2 separate regions of the Mus musculus genome follow, and region 2 is linked to region 1. A link is a contact called in public HiCAR-type data. All regions are on one chromosome and are shown on one strand. Each heading gives the region's core, a stretch centred on a gene start, on an enhancer-like site or on the middle of the called end of the contact. The rest is flanking DNA. Distances are from core to core; before and after follow the strand shown. Region 1 overlaps Tnpo1 (transportin 1). Region 2 has its middle 18 kb from the start of Gm35279.

What was found. HiCAR-type assays count read pairs that join an accessible place to other places.
Region 2: a contact with region 1 is called in a HiCAR-type map of kidney, with 5 times the contacts expected there. The contact joins two enhancer-like sites. A contact is called at or near these places in 1 of 15 datasets of contacts at CTCF or cohesin (embryonic stem cells), 7 of 484 Hi-C or Micro-C datasets (the BV-2 cell line, the G1E-ER4 cell line, the N1E-115 cell line and 4 more), 5 of 115 datasets of contacts at active chromatin or transcription factors (bone marrow-derived macrophages, embryonic stem cells and kidney) and 3 of 9 other capture datasets (adipose tissue, liver and pancreatic islet).

The regions. Positions count from the first base shown.
Region 1 is chr13:98,865,415-98,871,033 of GRCm38.p6, reverse strand. Tnpo1 (transportin 1) reads left to right here. Exons shown (of 24, transcript NM_178716.3): 7 at 713-794; 8 at 3,866-3,988. Among named protein-coding and RNA genes, the nearest start is that of Gm34995, 52 kb to the right of the region's middle. Within about 2 kb of position 2,968, at least 50 of the 459 cell types and tissues checked have an H3K27ac peak or open chromatin away from gene starts, as enhancers often do. A contact at or near this core is called in kidney, where this site is marked.
Region 2 is chr13:99,009,547-99,015,165 of GRCm38.p6, reverse strand. No RefSeq gene overlaps it. Among named protein-coding and RNA genes, the nearest start is that of Gm35279, 18 kb to the right of the region's middle. Within about 2 kb of position 3,280, at least 5 of the 459 cell types and tissues checked have an H3K27ac peak or open chromatin away from gene starts, as enhancers often do. A contact at or near this core is called in kidney, where this site is marked.

The sequences.
Region 1 (5,619 bases), core at 1,719-4,218:
CAGGAACTTTTGAGTGTTTTAGCAAATCACATTCATTTAAGATATGGCTCATAAAAGGTAATGGGGAGTGATTGCTGCACTGCAAGGAGAGCCTTAGACAGTGGAGACTTTCAGGAGTGCTAACTTTACTTTTAAAGTTATTTTCTGGTACATCTCAATGCAGAAGAAAGTCGCAGTGGTGTGGAGCTGCTGATAAGAACAGAACAGCTTGTCAGTGTGGTAATGGAAACGATGAAAAGTTCTATCCACTAAACGTGTGGGTTAAAGACAGACTAAATATTATCTGGCCTACACCACACAAGCATTCCATAATGGGAATTGAAATGGAAATGGGTTCAACTGTGCTTAAGTTTGCTCTGTACTTACTAAATGTTCAGATGTTTCTAAAGAGAGCACATAGTTTCTCTTCAAAGTATTTTGTTCTACAGAAAAGAAACTGCACAGAAAAAAACCCTATATTATTTGAGTAAGTGTTATTTGTATAGCACCACGCAGGTCTTACTCAAAATTAATAAAGTCAAAGTGACTGGCTACATGCCAGCACTGTTCTGTTGTTTTTAGATGCTGTGGAGCTATGGTGCTCCACAACTGCAGTTCCCGCTTACGGGGTCATTGGTGTTGTACAGATCCTACAGACACCATAGTATCTCTAGAGATGCGCCTTTTGTTGTAACAACAGTAAGCGTATGCTGATGTGTGCCTTGGTTTCTAGGTCTCATGCTGTTGCATGTGTCAATCAGTTCATCATCAGTCGGACCCAGGCGCTCATGCTGCACATCGATTCCTTCATTGAGGTAAGACTGCCCCAGGCTTGGACTAGTGCTGATGGGATTCAAATTGGATACAATGTTACTAGGTTTTCCTAGCTGAAAATAAAAGCATTCTTTATGTGCTAGAACATTGGAAATGTGATCCAGATATGGGTTATGGAGTGAATATATGTGGTTCTGCCTCCTAGTTTGACTGTTTAGAAGTCTTCTTCAATATACCATTCAGTTTGTACATGCACGATTTTCCTAGACCATGAGTAACCTTTGAAGCAAGCAAACACAAAATACTTAGTAAGATTGGATGAAGTTGGCCTGTAACAATCCAAAGGTACATACTAAAAGAACAGCTACATAATGTTGACCTGACTGTTAACTGCATTACATGGTAGTCTTAAATGGCCTCAGTATACAGGCCAGACCATTTAGGAATAACTTTCTGTTTTTCTATTGATTTACATTATAAATATAGAGGACTCAAGAAAACTATTAGCTCTTAAATACTAAATAATGTCTTAGTGGCATAACTGCAGAAGAATAAGGTCATGCTCATGGGGGCTCACAGACTAAACCACCAACCAGAGAGCATTCAGGGGCTGGACCTAGGCCCTTACATACTGGTAGCAGATGTTCAGGTTGGTCTTTATGTGGGTCCCCTAACAATTGGAAGTGGAGTGGCTGTCTCTGACTCTGTTGCCAGCCATTGGATCCCCTTCCCCTAGTTGGACTGAGTCAGGCCTCAGTGGGAGAAGATCATGCTGCCACTTTGATGTCCCTGGGGGCAGGCGGGTACCCAAGGAGGGGATTCCCTTTCTCTGAGGAGAAGGGGAGTGGGTAATGGTGGAGGGATTTGTGAGGGCAGGATGGGGGGGGGGTGCTGCTGCTACGGGGATGAATAATATGATAGATTAGTGAAAGAGACTAAGATCTGGCCATGGGGGCTGGAGAGATGCTCAGTGGTTAAGAGCACTGCCTGCTCTTCCAGAGGTTCTGAGTTCAATCCCAGCAACCACGTGGCGGCTCACAACCATCTGTAATGAGATCTGACGCCCTCTTCTGGTGTGTCTGAAGACAGCTACAGTATACTTATTTATAATAATAAATAGATCCTTGGGCCAGAGCAAGCAGGGTTGACTGGAGCAAGCAGAGCCAACCAGAGTGAGCAGAAGTCCTAAATAAAATCCCCAACAATCACATGAAGGATCTCAACCATCTGCACAGCTACAGTGCACTCACATGCATAAAATAAATAAATAAATCTATTTTAAAAAATAATAATCTGGCCACAGTCCATAAGCAGAGCAGTTTCTTTTCAGAACCTCTTCCTGATTGCAGCAAGCAGAAAAGCTGAAATTCTAAGAAGGGATGGAGTCATTTTAATTTTCTCAACAGCTTCTTTCTGAATTCTCTCTGTGGACCAGGCTGGCCTCTTACTTCCCGGATCTGCCTGCCTCCACCTGTCCACCCCGCCCCACCCAGCCCAGCGTGTTTAAGGATTTGTAAGAAGTGGTGTGTGCATGAGTCCTGGGACAGTTGTCAGTTCACTCCTGCCTTGCTGAGACTGAATTTCCTGTTTCTGCTACTGTGCTATAGACTGCAGACTGTCAGGCCTCCCTCCGGGCTTCCTGGCCGCCTTCTCTGTCTACAGCCCAGCTCACTGTAGGTGTTGCTGGCATTGCAAACGAGTGTCACTACATCAGGTTGTTTTGTTTTGTTTTCCCCTTTTGAAAAAACAAAACAACAGCTGAATGCTAGGGGCAAATCTCAGGTTGTTAGACTTTGGACACAGCGTACATGCTCACTCTGAGCGGACTCTCTCTCGCTTTAGTGTCTATCTTAGAGTGGCCTTGAACTCTTGATCTCTCAGGACAACCAGAGGGCACCAGCTTCTGTGCCCATCCTAAAGGTGGCTTGGTCTTAGTAAAAACTTGTTATAGTCAAAAATTATCAGTGTGGACCTAAGATTCCATGCAGGCTAGTTTCAATTCCTTTACCAGCTGGCACATTTTTAACCCCTGCTAATTATTAATCTATGAAATGAATAATATTAGTATCTTGGGCTGTGACAATTGGATATACTATTCTGTGTAATGCTCCCACTTATTAACCTTCTAGAGGAGTTTATAAGCATTAGCACAGGAGTGGTGACTGTTCACTTTCCTCTCTACTAGTAGGTAGGTAGTTGACTTGGTGAATAGCAACGATCTAGGCTTGGGTTGTTCTCCGGCTCCCTCTGCTGCTCCAATAGGGAAGTGAGCACTTACACCCAGAGGATGATGCAGTGCCATTAGTTTGTTAATTAGCTTGTGGGTGGGTCTTTGAAACAGGATCTAGCTTAGGCTGTCCAGGAACTTCTGCCTCAGCTTTCAGACAGCTAGGACTGCACATACAGCAATCCAAAAAAAAAAATTTTTTTTTTAAATTACATACAGCTGAGCAGCTGGGAAGATGGCTCAGTCTGTAATATGACTTTAGCTCAGATTGATTTCTAGCACTCAACATAAACAGCCAAGCATGGCATTGTGTGCCTATAACGCCAGCACTGGGGTGGGGTAAAGGAGGAGAGATCCCTTCAGCTTGATAACCAACAAATGTCAAGAAGAATTGTGAGGCTTCAGGTTTAGTGAGTGAGCTCACCTAATTAAAATGGTGGTGGTGGTGGTGGTGGTGGTGGTATAGCAGTATAATAGACTGGCTGTGGGATACCTCTGGTCTCCACGTGCACACACTCCTCTCACACACATGTACTTACTTACCTGCATCACTTACATGCCTATACCCTGCACACAAAGCCTGGCTGTCATTAAGAGTGGTGTTTTAGGCCTGGAGAGATGGCTTAATGAGGAAGTACCACTCATCTAGAGAACCTGAGTTCATTCCCAGCACCCACATCAGATGACGCATAACCAACTCCAACTCCAAGGACTGACTTGGCCTCTGTGGGCACTCGTACTTTGTGCAACCCCCAGATGTGTATGTGCACAAAGGAGTTCCAGATTAGCCACAGTGCACAAAGAGACTTTTTCCCACAAAATCAAAAAGGAGAAAATAGAAATTATGGTCTAACTAGGAGGGAACCTGTGTTTCGTGTACAACAGAACCTCTTTGCACTGGCTGGCGACGAGGAAGCAGAGGTGCGGAAGAACGTGTGCCGGGCGCTTGTGATGTTGCTTGAAGTCCGGATGGATCGCCTGCTTCCTCATATGCACAACATAGTCGAGGTAACCAAAGCATCCCCTTTGAGGGAAGACACATGAAATAGATATGGCTGTTTTTAAATTGTAAATCCTCTTGGTCAGTTTTGTTTTTGTTTTGTTTTGTTTTGTGAGATTTAAGTTATTATTAGAGGGGTTTTTTTTTTGTTTTGGTTTGTTTTTTGTTTGTTTTTTTTTTTGGTTTTTTTTTTTTTGGTTTTTCAACACAGGGTTTCTCTTTGTAGCCCTGGCTGTTCTGGAACTCACTCTGTAGACCAGAGTGGCCTCAAACTCAGAAATCCGCCTGCCTCTGCCTCCCAAGTGCTGGAATTAAAGGCGTGCGCCACCACTGCCCGGTGGAGGAATTATTTAAACATAGAGACTAGGTTTTGCTCATCATGACTAGGAAATTCTCATTAAAAATAGTATGCCGAGTTATAGGTATTTGGGGGATATTGGGTGATGTATTCTTGGATTGTTATAAAATAAAATTAAAAATTGAATCTGTCAGTTTGTAGTTTCATTATCAATATGATTCGCCTAATTTTGTGACTTAGCAGAAGGTTGAGGTTTCTAAGAAGGACATTGGCAAGGTGGTGGGGGAGCAGGGCATCCTGCATCCCAGCACTAGAAAGGCAGAGGCAGGCCAGCCCGGTGTATAGAGCGAGGTCCAGGGCTGCAGGGACTGCACAGAGAGACCCTAGCTTGGTTCAACAACCCAAGTAGATGTTAAAGGTTTTTCCATTCTTGTGTAGTTGAAGTCAGGTCACTAGGAAACATATCAGTTGCACTTGTTTAAGTGAAGACTCTAGAAGATAGAGAAGGGAAGCAGTTATTTAGGCTCCATGTAGTACCACTAGAGTCAAGCTCTACCATCTGATTTCATAGTGCAGAATAGAGTCCTACTTGTTTATTATATGGCTTTCCAAGTGCTTTAAGCAGTGTATTATTAGCCTCACTTGTGTGCTGTGTGATGAGAGTGGGTCTCTTAGAAATGGAGTTACAGCATGGTAGACTCTGCAGAACCCGGGGTGTTCGGTGGTTAGCAGTTGAGGGCTCCATCCCCAGCGTTCAGTCTCACAGCTGCTTGTTTGAAGCTAATTAGAAACTTTAACATTTTATCACTTGGTGTAGGCCACGCCTAGGCATCCTGATTTTATAATATATGTAACACTTTATGAGCAGTACACACATAGTATTTGACAAGTAGTAGAGCGGGCCTGTGACTGTTTCCATACTTGCCATGCAGTGTGTTTCAGTCCAAAAGAGAGAGTGTACTAAAAATACATCAATTGACTTTGATTCTAGTCCCAGAGATAATGGGAAATTTCGGAAGTGAATTCAGCTTGGTATATTCAGACGTCATGATAAAACACCTTGTTGAAACTACAAATTGTACTTAAGAAATGTTAGAACTAGGAGTAGTGGTGCATACCTGTAGCTCCAGCACTTTGGAGACAGAAGGAGGATCTTAAGTGTGAAACCAGATGGGTTACATGGTGAACTCTGGCCAACCTGGGATTCATGCCGAGACCCTGTCTGCAGAAGACAAAAACAGAAGGGGGGGGTGGGGTAGGTGGGTGGAATCGGATGCCTTTCCAAATTAAACTGATTTACTTATATATCACTTTAAAATACAGAAAAAAAGTCTGTCTACA
Region 2 (5,619 bases), core at 2,031-4,530, 140 kb before region 1:
GCTCACCAAATGCATGATTAGCAGGCTCAGACATGACCATAGTTCCCCATGAACATAAGGAAAATGGTAACAATAACAACAACAAAAACCAGCTAAACATATTCATTCCAGAGAAATTATGATCTACACTGCACTACTGATGAGAATAATAATAATCAATGCTTATAATAAGCCAGAGAATATGCTAAGCATTTTGTATACGAGCAATTGTTCTTTATAACAATTCTACAATGCCCTCAATTCACTGATAAAGTAAGGAATTGTTGAGAGGTTAAATAATTCATCCAGTGTTAAAAATACTACTAAGCAGAACCAGGTTTCCCTCCAGGCAACCTACCCTCTGAGCCATGTGCCAGATGCTGCCCTGGGCGACAGTGATGATCACTGAAATCATCCAGAGAGACAACACATGTGTGCATCCTTAGCATCCCCTGTGGGATGGACCCCTCTTAGCCTCTCCACTGAGATCCACCCTATCCCTAGTCATCAGGAGTGGGATAGCCTTCTCTCCAGCAGAGGCCAAGCTTGAACTCAGAAGTCTTCTAAGCCCAGTGTTCATCAACCATCTAAACCGGACACGTGGATCAAAATGTACTCTTCCTAATTGAGTACATGAAACACAATCATTTATTGATTTCAAAGTGAATGTATATGCAAAAAAGAGGTCATTTTAAACTAGCATTAGTCTCATCTCTATCTTATAACCAGCTCCTGTTTCAACGAGTTTCACATCAAAAATAATTGCGTACCTGGATGTAATGGTGCACATCTTTAGTACCCGCCTCTCCACTCCAGAGGCAAAGGCAGGTAGATCTCTATGAGTTTGAGGCCAGCCTCATCTACACAGGGAATTCCAGGCCAGCCACGGCTACATAGTGAGACCCTGTCTCAAAAACAAAACAAAAAAATATAAATAAGAAATAAATAAATGTTGTTGATATGATATGATATGATATGATATGATGATTGCAGGTCCTGAAGAGATAGCTCAGTTGTCAAAAACACTTGTTACTCTTCCAGAAGACCCAGGTGTGATCCCCAGCACCCACATGGTGACTCATTGCCAATGCCCTTTTCTACCCCCCTTCCCCACACACACAGGTATTTACACGCACATGATGCCCAGACATCCACATAGGCAAAACTATCACTCACAGAAAATAATAAAGAAATTTTAAATCCATAAACACTTTCTAAAAAGAAAACAAACTAAACCAAACCACAGAGCTTCAAAGATGGCTCCATCCACACAGTGTTTAATGGGCAAGGCAGCAAAAGGGTCTAATTTCAATCCCCCCATAATCCATGTAAAAAAGCCAAGTACACCAGTGTGGGCCTATAATTCCAGCACTAGGGAGGTAGAGACAAGCAGATTCCTGAAGCTCACTAGCCAGCTATTCAAACCAAATTGATAGATTCCAGTTTCAATGAGAGCCAGTTTCAAAAAATACAGTAGAGAGTAATGCTTAATGTTGACCTCTGGTATATGGACCTCTGGTATTTACACACACACACACACACACACACACACTGCCCCCGCCCCCGCCACTGCCACCACCACCACCAATTTAAAATTTTTTTTTTTTTTTTTAGAATTTTATTTTATTTTATTTTATTTTAAAGATTTATTTATTTATTGTAAGTACATTGTAGCTGTCTTCAGACACTCCAGAAGAGGGAGTCAGATCTCGTTAAGGATGGTTGTGAGCCACCATGTGGTTGCTGGGATTTGAACTCTGGACCTTCGGAAGAGCAGTCGGGTGCTCTTACCCACTGAGCCATCTCACCAGCCCTTAAAATTTTTTTTAATGCCAAAATGGAGCATTTGTTTGACTTGCACAGTTGGGTGTTGGCCAGGACCTGGTTGGTCTCTCTGGTGCTCAGAGAACGGTTCGTCTCCCTTCTGTCATGAGTTGTCCTCCTGAGGCAATGGCAGAGGCAGAGAGAGAGGCAGAATCCCACCTGGGCTCGGATCTCACACACTGTCATGTGTGCTTTGTTCTCTTTCAGAAATATCCACTGCCAGAAGACAGAGAAAACGCCCTCAGCCCACAGGGGTGATGGGCACTGCAAATTCATGCAGCAAAAAACCTTGACCCAGCTGAGGGACGGGGCAACTGGGGCCAGTGCTATGGTGGCTAAGATCTCTAAACACAGTTCCTTAAGCTAAGTTAATTAATTACAATAGCAGAATAATAATTTTCCACAACAATGAAGAAAAAAAAAAAACCCTACCAAAGGTTAAATGAGCCATGGACCTCAGAAGGCTGGTGACTTCAGGGTATCCTTGTCTGGAGAACGATATCAAATTTACCGTTCTCACACAATTCATTCCTAAGCAGCCACATTTCACTGAGAAGTGCCAATAAATCACTTTACTATGATACGGTGGCCCCTTTTACAGCAATTTTAAACGAGCAACCTCTGATGTAACACTCTGATGTAACATTCTTCATTTTCTCTATTTGTTCTTAAGAGGAGTTTTCCTGAAGCAGAAGACATCTTGAAACCAAGTACTGGCCTCCAGAGGTAGATTTCTACCTTCTGTATACTGGGGGGGGGGGGGGGGGGGGGTTGGGGTTGGGGGGGGGGAATAATTGGATTGTGTTTCCTCATTCATGACTACTTAAATATTCACTTTCTGAGGTTGCATTTTAGTGTGTTTTTATGTTTTATTCAGGACACAGTGTTCCAGTAAACAACCCAAGCCTAAATCAATGGCTTATACCGACATTAAGTATGCCATTAGCACACTCCTTTCCAGAAAGATCTGTGAAGGGCTGTCAACAAGCCCACAAAGAAAGCTCTTCTGCGTTTGGAGTAAATGATAAAGCAGGTACAAGAAATAAGAAAGGGAAGGGAATTTGAGAATCTCTAATTCCCTTCATGGCCAACAGGAATTGCTGTCGCTTCTGTAATACTTAGGGCTGATGACACAGCACAGGCCATTTTTCTCACTCTGTTCCTTCCACCTCTGGGGCTTACACGTTCACAGGGCGATGTGACTGACACTTCAGAGCCACGGTCTTTAATCCCCACGTCACCCGGAGCAGTGGGAGAATCCGTAGAGCAGCATTTCTGGACAAACAGTGGGGGTTCTGCAACTCAGATGGGCTCACTGAAACCGCGACTGCAAACAACAGGTTACTGAATTCTTTTATTCATTTTCACCAGCCAAAAACTGAGAAGCCTGCAATGATAGTCCAGGGGAGTGGGGGAAGAGAGAGCTGTACAAATTAGCAATGGTGAGCACCGGCAGAGCTCTTGAGGTCAGTGGTGCTTTGTGCAAAGTACCAACTTAGAGAATGCCATCGGTCGTGGGCAATGGGGCAGAGAGAACACGGAGCAACTTAAAGAGCAAACGAGAATTCCAAGTCTAGACTGGGGCAGTTACATCTCTCTTGAGCTCATTCAACTTTCGACCACATTCATCTCCCACTCACCATCTCCAACTTCTCCCAGATCCTCTACCCAACAACCCCTCACACCACACACACAAACACACACACACATCACAACACACATATCACATCATACACACACGCAGACACACATCACATACATCACACCACACCACACACACATCACACCACATGTACATCACACCATACACACACAAACACACACATCACACTACACACACACACTACACCACATGTATATCACACCATAAACACACAAACACATACATGTCATGTGACACACACGACACACACCATACACACACACACACACACATCACACCACACACACTCACACATGCCTGCATGCGTGCACACACCAGCACTGAGGCCAGTTACTGCTGCCCACACATACATAGGTGTGTGTGTAGCCATCCACTGGAGCATGGTCAACTTGACTACATCTCTAAAGACTGTCTCTCCATCCTCACAGTCATCGGCTGCCAACAGCTGCTCAGCAAGGCTTGCAGGCTCTTGTGTCCCCCTTGAGCTCAATATAAAGGCGGTCCAGTAATAACATCTTCATAATGATGGCCCATAGTCACTCAGAATGTATGGAATTGTGGTCTGCTACCTATTTTAAGAACTGGGCATGTGGGAACGAGAGAGAGCTGAACAGTTGAGGTTGCTTGCTGCTCTTTCAGAGAATGGGAGTTTGGTTTCCAGCATCCATGTCAAATGTAACCCCAGCTCCAGGCGATCCGACACCCTCTCCTACCTCTGAGGAAACTCACACTCATGTGGTCACGCACACAGACACCCAAACATATACATAATTAAAAGCAAAGTAAACCTTTTTTTTTTAAAAAAAAAAGCAAAATACAGGGTGAAAAATAATTTTGAAGATTTGTTTTATATATGAGTAAGTAATAATTTTATTTATTCTTCGATAACTTTATACATGTACACAATGAGTTTTTGATCATGTCTACTCTGTTTTCCCCATCCAACTCCACTGGAATCCCCCAATGTGTCCTCCTTTCCCAATATTACGTCCTCTGGTTTTAATACCCTACTAGATCCAACTCGTGCTGCCCAAGTGCACACGGGTGTGGGACCATCCACTGAAACATAAGTGGTCCACCAATGGCCACATCCTCAAGGGAAAATGGCTCACCCTCCCCAGGAGCCATCAGCTGCCAACATCTCTCTTCTGGAGTTATTTTGTACCTTTGACAGTGTTGCTGAGGTATAACTAGCATTCAAAAGAACCCACATATTTAAGGTTACATTCTAGAGAGGGTTGTATATCGCTGTGAAATTATCACCAGAATAGAGTACAAACCCACTCACTTTCTCCAAAAGACAATCCCTGCCTGACCCTGCAATGCCTCCCACAGCATCTCTGGACCACCAATATGCAGCCTGTAAGCCAAAGTGATCTGTTTTTTTTGTATGTGTGGATTCATTCCCCATTTTTTATCAATGAATGCAAACATTAGCTTCACTCTGTCTGGCTTCTTTCACTGGACCCTGGAAATCATGCCATTTTCCACCCATGCTTGTAGGAACAGGCTCTGTTTCCCGGTACTGAGAGCCAGATACCTGCTCTCCCTGATCATTCGAATAGTTTTTTTTTTTTTTTCCAGGAAACCCAGCTGGTTTTCACACTCGCATGAGTGGATGGGTGCTCAGCTGAAAACCAGAGAGGATCCTGTGCAGATCTCTGGAGGTCTCTCTCCCTCTCTCTGCTGATATCTTCCCTCTCTGGGACTCTGTCCTTGGACTCTAATACTTGCCTATATGGTCTTCCATCTCCAGCACCTAAACTTGGAGAGCTGCCAAGCTCTATTCTGGGTTCCCCTTCCTGACACACAGCCATGAAACTCTCCTGACAGTGAGGTGGGCCACCATGACTTCACCTTCTTTGTTCACTGCATCTAAACACACACACACACACATATATATATACATGTGTATATATCATATGTCTTTCACCATCTCATATTCAGAATCTCGAGAGCCATTATTTCATACATTTCTACCCTGACTTTCATATTAAGCAGAATGATAATCACCAGCATTCCAGATAGCCAGAAGCAAAAATTCAAAACCCGTTAAATATTCTAATATCAGCAAAATAGAGAGTATGGGTATGAGGTTATTTTAATATTTTACATTTGGTGAGGTCTACTTACTCTTCAGTGATGGCAGATGA